2 separate regions of the Mus musculus genome follow, and region 2 is linked to region 1. The links are chromatin contacts, called in public Hi-C maps. All regions are on one chromosome and are shown on one strand. Each heading gives the region's core, a stretch centred on a gene start, on an enhancer-like site or on the middle of the called end of the contact. The rest is flanking DNA. Distances are from core to core; before and after follow the strand shown.

Evidence for each region. Hi-C and Micro-C count contacts between places; a contact is called where the count stands out from the background.
Region 2: a contact with region 1 is called in a Hi-C map of cerebral cortex, with 4 times the contacts expected there. The contact joins two enhancer-like sites. A contact is called at or near these places in 4 of 484 Hi-C or Micro-C datasets (the AML12 cell line, cerebral cortex, embryonic fibroblasts and 1 more) and 2 of 115 datasets of contacts at active chromatin or transcription factors (T-cell acute lymphoblastic leukemia and astrocytes).

Annotation. Positions count from the first base shown.
Region 1 is chr13:110,555,551-110,559,996 of GRCm38.p6, reverse strand. No RefSeq gene overlaps it. Among named protein-coding and RNA genes, the nearest start is that of Gm32990, 11 kb to the left of the region's middle. Within about 2 kb of position 1,781, at least 51 of the 459 cell types and tissues checked have an H3K27ac peak or open chromatin away from gene starts, as enhancers often do. A contact at or near this core is called in cerebral cortex, where this site is marked.
Region 2 is chr13:111,392,662-111,397,107 of GRCm38.p6, reverse strand. No RefSeq gene overlaps it. Among named protein-coding and RNA genes, the nearest start is that of Gpbp1, 95 kb to the left of the region's middle. Within about 2 kb of position 2,512, at least 13 of the 459 cell types and tissues checked have an H3K27ac peak or open chromatin away from gene starts, as enhancers often do. A contact at or near this core is called in cerebral cortex, where this site is marked.

The sequences.
Region 1 (4,446 bases), core at 532-3,031:
TATGTCATTGCTTATATGTCATTGCTAGCATTTTTTCCCCCAGAGCTTGGGCCTGTTGTCTCAGCAACTGCTTTCCCCTCTGCTCCATCATTTATCAACGGCACTGGTTTTGCTTCTGTGTTTATTTTCCTTGAGTCTCAGAGGATGACTTTTCTGGAGACCAGAATGTCATGTATGCCCAGTGTCTCATAGAACTTCTTGCATATAAAAATAAAGATAGTTACATACATTGTTGGCAAACAGAAAATCTGAGCAGTAGATGAAATACTGAACAACATATGACATATATGCAGGATATTTCTCGGCTGTGGTATACTTGTTGACCCTATACAAAGCCCTAGATTTGATTTCTAGAACATCAATGAAATCTTTACATGTCAAAAAGAGTTAGTAAACCAGAATTATGCCTAGAATATAAGGCCATGGATCATGTAAAGATTTGTGGATTGACGTGCAAACTCTAGTACATCAATTGCTTTTCTTGGCCCTTGTTATAATCTTTGTCTCTTTCCTTCATTTTGAACTATATCTGGACCTAGAGTGATCAGTAAAGATAAGAAGCTGTATGCCTGGAGAAACCTGAGTGTCAAGCCACCCTATAAGGTTATCCTACTCAAGGGAAGAGCCTGGTCCAGAACATGACACCAGTTGTCTTCTCCTGTCTCTATTGCATGAGTAGAACCAAACACAGTGGCACACACTTATAGTCCTTGGTGCTTGGGAGGTAGACAAGATGGATGGCATGTGCCAGGTGACCAATGTTAGCCTGAGCACCATAGCAAGACCCCCATTTCAAAACAAGAAAATAGTTTTGTCTAACAGTGACAGCTCTCTCCATGCCTATTCAGTAGCTGTTAAGACGCAAAGCTTCCCTTCAGATGACAAATGATACATTGTTGCCCTTATAATGAAACAAACTTGCCATAGACCCAGCTTTGATTTCGGAGTTTTGTCAAGGTAACTCAGACATAAGGATTACTGTCCTCAGAGATGTGTCTAACCCTGAACTGTCTTCCAGATTAGGCTACAGAACCCAGTATCTGGAACTTCAAGAGGTGCGATGCCTCTCTTTGCTCTGCTTTGCTGTCACCTAGAAGCAGCAGCTGCTGCTGAGGAAAGATGACCTAGAGGATGTCTGGGGCCATTGCAGCCAGAGGAAGAAGAGGAGGGGCTGACTGAGTTGAATTGGCAAGTTGTGTGATTAAGTCTGAATGGATAAATGTCATACATGAGAAACTGTGCTACTGTAACACTGGATCCATGAAGGTGAGTTAGTTTAATGTCTGTTGGAAGCCTCACAGAGGTATTTGGGGAAACAGACCCTGAACTGTCGGATAAATTACTTCTGGAACGAAGCTCAAAATTATCCTAGAAATGAAGCTATGCACCAAAGCAGGAAACTCCTCCTGCGAAGCTCACGTGGTCATCTTTCTGGGCCTATTACAGGGTGGAAATTCAGTCTTCCTCGTCTTAATTAGCGTTTGTGGTTTCATAAGGGTGGCCCAAGTCGTGAAATTTCCTCTCTGTGTTATTGTACAGAGGATTCCGCGAGAAGGGACCGCAAGCCCGAGTCCTTCACAGTTTTGTTGAAGAATGTCAGCAAATTACCATTGTTTGGAATCACACGCTCATAAGCTGGGCAGCAGAATATTTATGATACGAAAACAATCACAAAAGCCTTTGCCGCGCTGCCTTATTGACACAGCTTTCCCGTCCCCACATCTTGCTTCCTCTCAGGAAAGTGGGACGTGTTGGATGATTTCCCAGGTTCTATTTGGAGAGGAAGTCTATACGTTTTCCACCACGCAGACCCTGCCAATCTGCACACTCCAAAGAACACCTGCAACTAACAACTACGCCTGCTCTCTTTTGTGTGCCCGCAGCTATCAAAATAAATGAGTTACCCCGGTTGGGAAAATTACATCTCTTTTCGGAGTAACCTTGCTCTCTGCACGTGCGCAAGGAGTCAGACACCGTGATGCTGTGCCCAGTGCTCCTGACTAGAATTATAATCCAGACATTTTGCGTTACGTCATTGTCAGTAAGTGTACTAACAAGAGCTATTAAGATCTCATGACCTGCCTGTCCCCTTTTTACTAGTACTTCTCCCCTATTCTGCTCACGGTTGATTCTTAACCAGTATAATAATGGGAAAGAAGGACCTGCCTCTTTTCTTTGCCCAGATCTGCCACTAAGATTTTGAGTCCTCTCTCCCCTCCCTCCCTTCCTCCCTCCCTCCCTCCCTCCCTCCCTTCCTCCCTCCCTCCCTCCCTCCCTCCCCCCTCCCATCTCAAGCATCCTTGTAGGCTAGCATTCAAAAGAGAATGGACAGTTGCTTTCCTCCTGAACATCTGTCCAAGCCCCCAGGATCTGAACTTTGGCTCAGAACGCTGAGAACTCACAGCAGCTGTATGGTCAGCTTTCAACACAGCACATGCATGGGGAAGGACTTGCTGCTCAAATGAATGTTCATTTACTGTTGGGTATTTAGCAACCCTGCCCTCGAACATAGGGCTAGTCACAGAATATTCCTTTGATGGAAAAAAATAGCAGGAGATACATCCACAAGCAAAAAAAAAAAAAAAAATCAAAACAAAACAACGAAAACAACAACAGCAAAAAGCTCCAAACCCTAATCACTACATCTAACAAATTCTGCTTCTTCCCTGATGGTCCTGTTGCTGCTGTAGCCACTCCTAATATATCTCCGGGCACAGTAATGATGCTGGTGATGGTGATTCCAGGTTTGGGGTGGTGGTATGAGGTGCATAGGTCTGTGCACATGAAAAGAGATCGCTTTGGCTCAGCACCCACCTCTACTTTGGAATTGCCCCAGGCAGGACAGCCTGGTTTGGCAAAATATGTACCCGACTTCTAGATACTGGGAAATGCACCCCAAAGCTACAGCATCTATATCCCGTGTCTTCAGTCACTCCTTGGGGATTGGCTACTTCCTTTAAGTGACTCAGTGTCAAGGGTTCAAAACGTTCAGATAAAACCATTTTGAAGTGTTCTGTTCTGGCCAGATTGACTTCCTACCCTGTCCCTCCCTGCTGTTCATCTCCTTTAAATACTCCTAAAGCTTTTAGTCATCTTACAGAACACTCAAGCTTAACGCCTTCACTGGGGCTTTCTGGTTATTTTGAGAACATCCTACCCAGAACAGGCCACATCTCCTTATGCCGATTTCTGCTCTCTCTCTCTCTCTCTCTCTCTCTCTCTGTCTCTCTCTCTCTCTCTCTCTCTCTCTCTCTCCCCCCTAAGCTTAACAATTCTGGACCATAACAATTCTCCAAGCTCCCAGCAGCAATGGTCTCCTTTTAGTAAACAAGCCATTGAATTCTCCTACTTAACCAAGCTCCCTAGCAGTCGTGATGCTGGGTTTCGCCTGACCATCATGATGCCACGCCTCCATTTTCAGCCTCATCCACGTGCCTTGGCAAAAGCTACCTCTAAAAAGTCCCTTAACCCTCAACAACGGACCTTTAAACTCTGATATTTCCAACAAATGTTAACATATGATAATATCTCTTGGGATTCTTCTGATATGAGATGAAAACAAGTCACTATTGTTCCTATGCCACTCCTACATGGGGGTTCTCTATATTCTGCTGCTGATTCTGACAGACACCATATAACCACTGGCAACTAGCACCAGTGATCACTGGTGATACAAGAGACATCTTACCTTTGCATTAGGAAAATAGAAATGGAAGTGTTTTTTTTTTTTTTTCAAGAGACGGTGATGAGTAGGAGCAGCTCTGAAATTTAATAGTGTTTTCTGTAAGTCTTTTCTTACATTGAGGAGAATAAACATGCTAAATTAGTGTGACTTACCATAAAGCATGCAGCAGTAAAAGCAGGGCTCCCATTTCCGCTTGAAGGTTTTGCACATGTGTAGACATCTGTGCGTTTCACAGTCAAAGAACCATGCAAATGTCTGAGTCACACGTAGTTATAAATTTGTTTATTCATGAATGCATTCGCTAAAACACTTTAATGTAACCCTTTCATTTTAGAAGCTTTGCAAAGTTGCTTAAAAAAATAATAATCATCCTTTTATTTAAGAGCTAATAATATAAAGAAAAGATAGATATATAAACTGCTGATATTTTTCAAAGCATGGCGAGCCTTACTTGAGACCTTTTGGGCACACAGGACAGACAGACAGACAAGCAGGATCTTCTGGCAACTTCAAGGTCAGGAGGAAGCCAGATTCCTCCTGTTGTGATTCCCTGCCAGGTTGTCTTGGAGACCATCATGGCTGTTGGAGCTTTAGCTATCACATCCGCATTCCAGATCCTAGGAAGAAGGAAGAGGGGAAGGGTCCCTTGCTTTTAAGGATGCTTCCTGGAAATCCCACACAATGCTTCTATTTATAACCACACTAGCAGTCAGGACAGTCACAAAATATAGGCTATGTGTTGGGACTTTTAGTTAGTGACA
Region 2 (4,446 bases), core at 1,263-3,762, 840 kb before region 1:
CCGGTTCAGCTGTAGCTTCCGGTTATTTCCGTCTACGTTTTGCTCTGTCAACTCCTTAAAAGTTACATTAGTCCTCCATTGCAGCAGTTCAGCACCTAGACTATTAATGTCAAAAGTTCAGACCTAGGCTCCAGCACTCACAGGTTGGGTGTGCTCAGGGGGGCTGCTTGGCCTTTGTGCACCATGTTCCTTGCTAAAATGAGGGAATACTTGTACCTGCTTCAAGCGGCTGTGTGGATTTCAAATATTTAAATATTTGATTTTTAAAAGGTTTATTTATTTATATGAGTACATGCTAGCTGCCATCAGACACACCAGAAGAGAGCTTCGGATCCCATTACAGATGGCTGTGAGCCACCATGTGGTTGCTGGGAATTGAACTCAGGACCCCTGGAAGGAGCAGTCAGTGCTTTTAACCTCTGAGCCATCTCACCAGCTACCGGATTTTAATGGCTTAATACCCGCAAAGGACATATGGGACAGTTTCAGGTGGATGCTGGGTATTTTATTTGCCAATAAACACCTGCCGCCTTAAGTGGGAAGCTTAGCCTTCATGAATTGGGTTGTAAATGTAGCAGCTTTTGCTATAGGGAGCAGGTACCCGAAAGCCAGTGTGCGTGTGTCAAAGCCCCAGTGTTCCAGAGCTGATTTTCACCCTCAGTTACAAAGGATTTTGTCCTTTTAAGGCCTGACCTTTTTGAGGGCCCCATGTGTCCCAGAAAAAGTGTCCACTGGCTTTTCTTAGGCTACCCCTGAGCTGACCACAAGCTTTTCCTTCTATTGGAGTAGGTATGATTTTTGGGATAGTGAGTCCAAATTGGGTCAAATCAGAATTTTCTGGAGCAGAGAGCTGGCACGTCTGAAGAAAAGCCCTGTAGTTCGGCGGTTCTCAACCTTTAATATATTTCTCATGTTGTGGTGACCTCATAACCACAAAATTATTTTCACTGCTACTTTATAACTGTAATTTTGTTACTGTTATGCATCATATAATGTGTTTCCCCGATGGTCTTAGGCTTCTCCTGTGAGAGGGTCTGTCAAGTCCTAAGAGGTCACAACCCACAGGCTGAGAACCTGTGGTGTAGTTTCCCTGATTTTAAACTGAATTGAAGTGATTCTGGTGGGAGCTGAAAAGAGCCTGGATTCATCCAGGGTTAGAATGGCATGGGAGTTGGGGGTGGGGGGTGGGGTGGGGGGGTGAGGGGGTGAGGGGAGGTGGACGGGATCAGGAGTTGGAAGGGGTTAGGAGGTGAGCTCGCTTTTCCACCCTTTGGCTTGTGGAATCCTCCTTCAGAGGCTCAGACAGAGGAATGGATCCTCTCTCTGGAACCTGGCTGAAGAGATCTACCAACACTGGCTGCTTACCTCTAATCGAGTGAGGTTTGTGTGTTTGTGTGTGTGCATGCTGCACAGTGTGCGGATGGAAAGGGAAATGTGGTCATAGGCCATGCCCGTGGGGAGGGCAGTATATGGATACAAATGTGGATTTCAAGGTGATAGCCCGGGGGGTCAATAGCAATGGGTAGAAAACCACCAGAATCCAGAAGAGAGACAGGACCGATTCACAAAGTCTCAGAAGGAATTAACCTTGCTAAGACCTTGGTCTTAGCCCTTTAGTCTCAAAAGTGTGAGGCTACCTTCCTGCTCTTTAAGCCACCCAGTCTAGGGTGCTTTGTTATAGCAAGCCTAGCTAAGCAACACCCATGGGAATGTTGGAACTTTCTGGAAACAGGTAGAAGCTTCTTCTCGGGCAGGCTGATTGGCCCTGACTACCCACACCGTCCTATTGTCATTGCCAATCACGTTTTATTCTGTGACCTGTGGTCTCACTCAGCCCTAGATCTCCTGTATTTCTCCAGTGGAACATTGCCTTGCTGTTGCAGGCTGTGTAAGTGGGGGCCAAGAATGGAGCTCTTTGTTTAGAAATTGCGTGGTGTACCTAAATAACAGCTATGAGCATATGGAGAACTTTCAAGCCAGAGGCGTTTCAGAACTAGGCAAGGGAAGAGAGCCTTCATTTGTCAAAAAGACATTTCCTGTTCAGATCCATCACAATCTTCCCTGCAGCCTCCCTTCCTGTCCCTCCTCCCCAACCCCAAATATATAAGAGGCAGCGTAGGCCCAACAGGATGTTAGAAGAAGTGGATTAAAAAGAAATAGCACATCAGATAAAACGGGGGAAAAAAAACCCCAAAAGACCACTACAACCTCAGTTCTTTCCACTTACTTAGGCATGAAATTCCACCTGCCAGCTTTTCCTGCAGACTGCTAGATTGTATGTAGTGGTCTGTATGCTTACACCCCAGCTCTGAAGCAGGCAGAGCCAGGTTCAAGGTCCACTCCAAGCCAGCTTGCTCCAAGGATGAGGTAGGGCTGGCTCTCCAAGGTGATCTCCAGTTCAGGCGCCCTGGATGCTGGCTGCTCAGTTCCCGTTGCTGATGCTCCACAGCTTCAGAGCTCCTGGCTCTGGAAAAGCCCCATTGGAATGAAAACACCTCACTGGCTGCCAGGGAAGTGGTGAGGGAGGCAGTGAGTGAGCGAGCGGGCGAGCGGGTGAGCGAGAAGGCAAGGAGGCTGTACTTGCTCATGTGTGAGAAGGAGGTGACTCCTGGGTAGTTCATATCCTGGTTTCACACCCCATTTACAGAGTGTCCCACAGATTTCTCTCTTGTCACCCAAGCCACAGTCCTGGGAAAGCGCCAGTCTTCCAGTTGCTTCTGTCACAGATAGTCATGGCTTCATGGTAGGCCTTAGTTAAAGGGAATTTTTAAAATTAATCTTTTCAGGTTAGCATACAAAGTAATGGGCTCATTATCGAATTTTCTTTTCTCTTTTCCTTATTCATTTTTTATATCCCTAAATGTTGCCGCCCCCCCCCCCCGCCCTCTTTACAGATTTCTTGCCCCATCTTCCCTCTCCTTTGCCTCTGAGAGGGTGCTCCCTTCCCCCTTGCCTGGGGATCAAGTCTCTACAGGATTAAGGGCATCTTCTCCCACTGAGGCCAGACAAAGTAGCCTGTGCTACATATGTGCTGGAGAACTCAGACCAGCCTGTGTATAGCGTTTGGTTGGTGGCTCAGTCCCAGGGGTCCAGGTTAGTTAACACTGTTGTTCTTCCTATGCGGTTGCCACCCCCTTCAGCTCCTTCAGTCCTTCCGCTGGCTCTGCCATAGGGCAATTCTGTCCATTTTATCCTTTTGTTGGTTTCTTTGTGAATGTCCTATCATGCCACCCAGTCCCATTCACCACCCCCTCCCCTCGTACCTGCCGCCCACCCTTGCAACCTCCCCGCAACAGAGGAAAAAAAATCTCTATTGTGTCACAGTGTGTCCCATGGTGTACCCTTCAGCCTGCTTCTTTGCTTGTGAATGTTCATTGCAATGACTCCTGGCTCAGGTCGGAGGCCTCTGGCTTCTGCGACTCTGTGAATACTGGATCCTCACGGAGACTTCTCTCAGGCATCCTGATGTTGCCCTGTGTCATGGAGATGCTTATTTTTGCATATGTAGGACCTGCTCCTTCATGCACTCCAGCAGTTCATTGGTAGATGTTGGGGTGGGCAGGCCAATCTCAGAGCCCAGGAGCTGGGCCTGGGAGGGAGCTGAGCTGGTCAGCCCATCCTTATGGTACTTTTGTATATGTGATATACGTTTTTTCTTCTTTTGTTCAACTCCCCTACGCCCTCCTATTCCCTGGCCCCACACTGCCCCTCCCCCCCAGCTCATTTCTTTTCTTTCCACAGTTAGACCATGCTGTCGTCTTTGTGTGTGTGTTTAAGAGTTATCTATTTATTTCATGTATATGAGTACACTGTAGCTGTACAGATGGATATGAGCCATCATGTCATTGCTGGGAATTGAACTCAGGACCTTTGCTCGCTCCAGCCCTGCTTGCTCTGGCCCCAAGATTTATTTATTGTTATATGTACGTACACTGTAGCTGTATTTAGATACAGCAGAAGAGGGCATCGGATCTCATTAAGGATGGTTGTGAGCTATCATGTGGTTGCTGGGATTTGAACCAGGACCTTCGGAAGAGCAGTCAGTACTTTTAACCGCTGAGCGATCTCTCCAGCCCTATGTTGTATTCTTCGAATATGTTCCTTTACCCTATCTCCTACCTCCCTAAAGATCTCTTTCTCTTCCTTTTTACAGCCCCTCTCAGTTTCGAGATACACACACAATTACTTTTAATTTTTGGTTTTTCATACAGAAGCAAACACATGGGGTTTGCCTGTCTGAGCCTGGGTTTTTTTCTCCTGACATAAAGATGACCAGTTGCATCTATTTTCTTGAAAACATCATGCTCTCATTTCTCGTCATGGTTTGTGTACACACTGTGTTTTCTTTATCCACTCATCTGTTGCTGGACTCCTGATGTGATCTGTATCAAAGCTACTGTGAGTGCTATTGCTGTCATGGATGTGCAAGGATGGGCTGATGGGCAC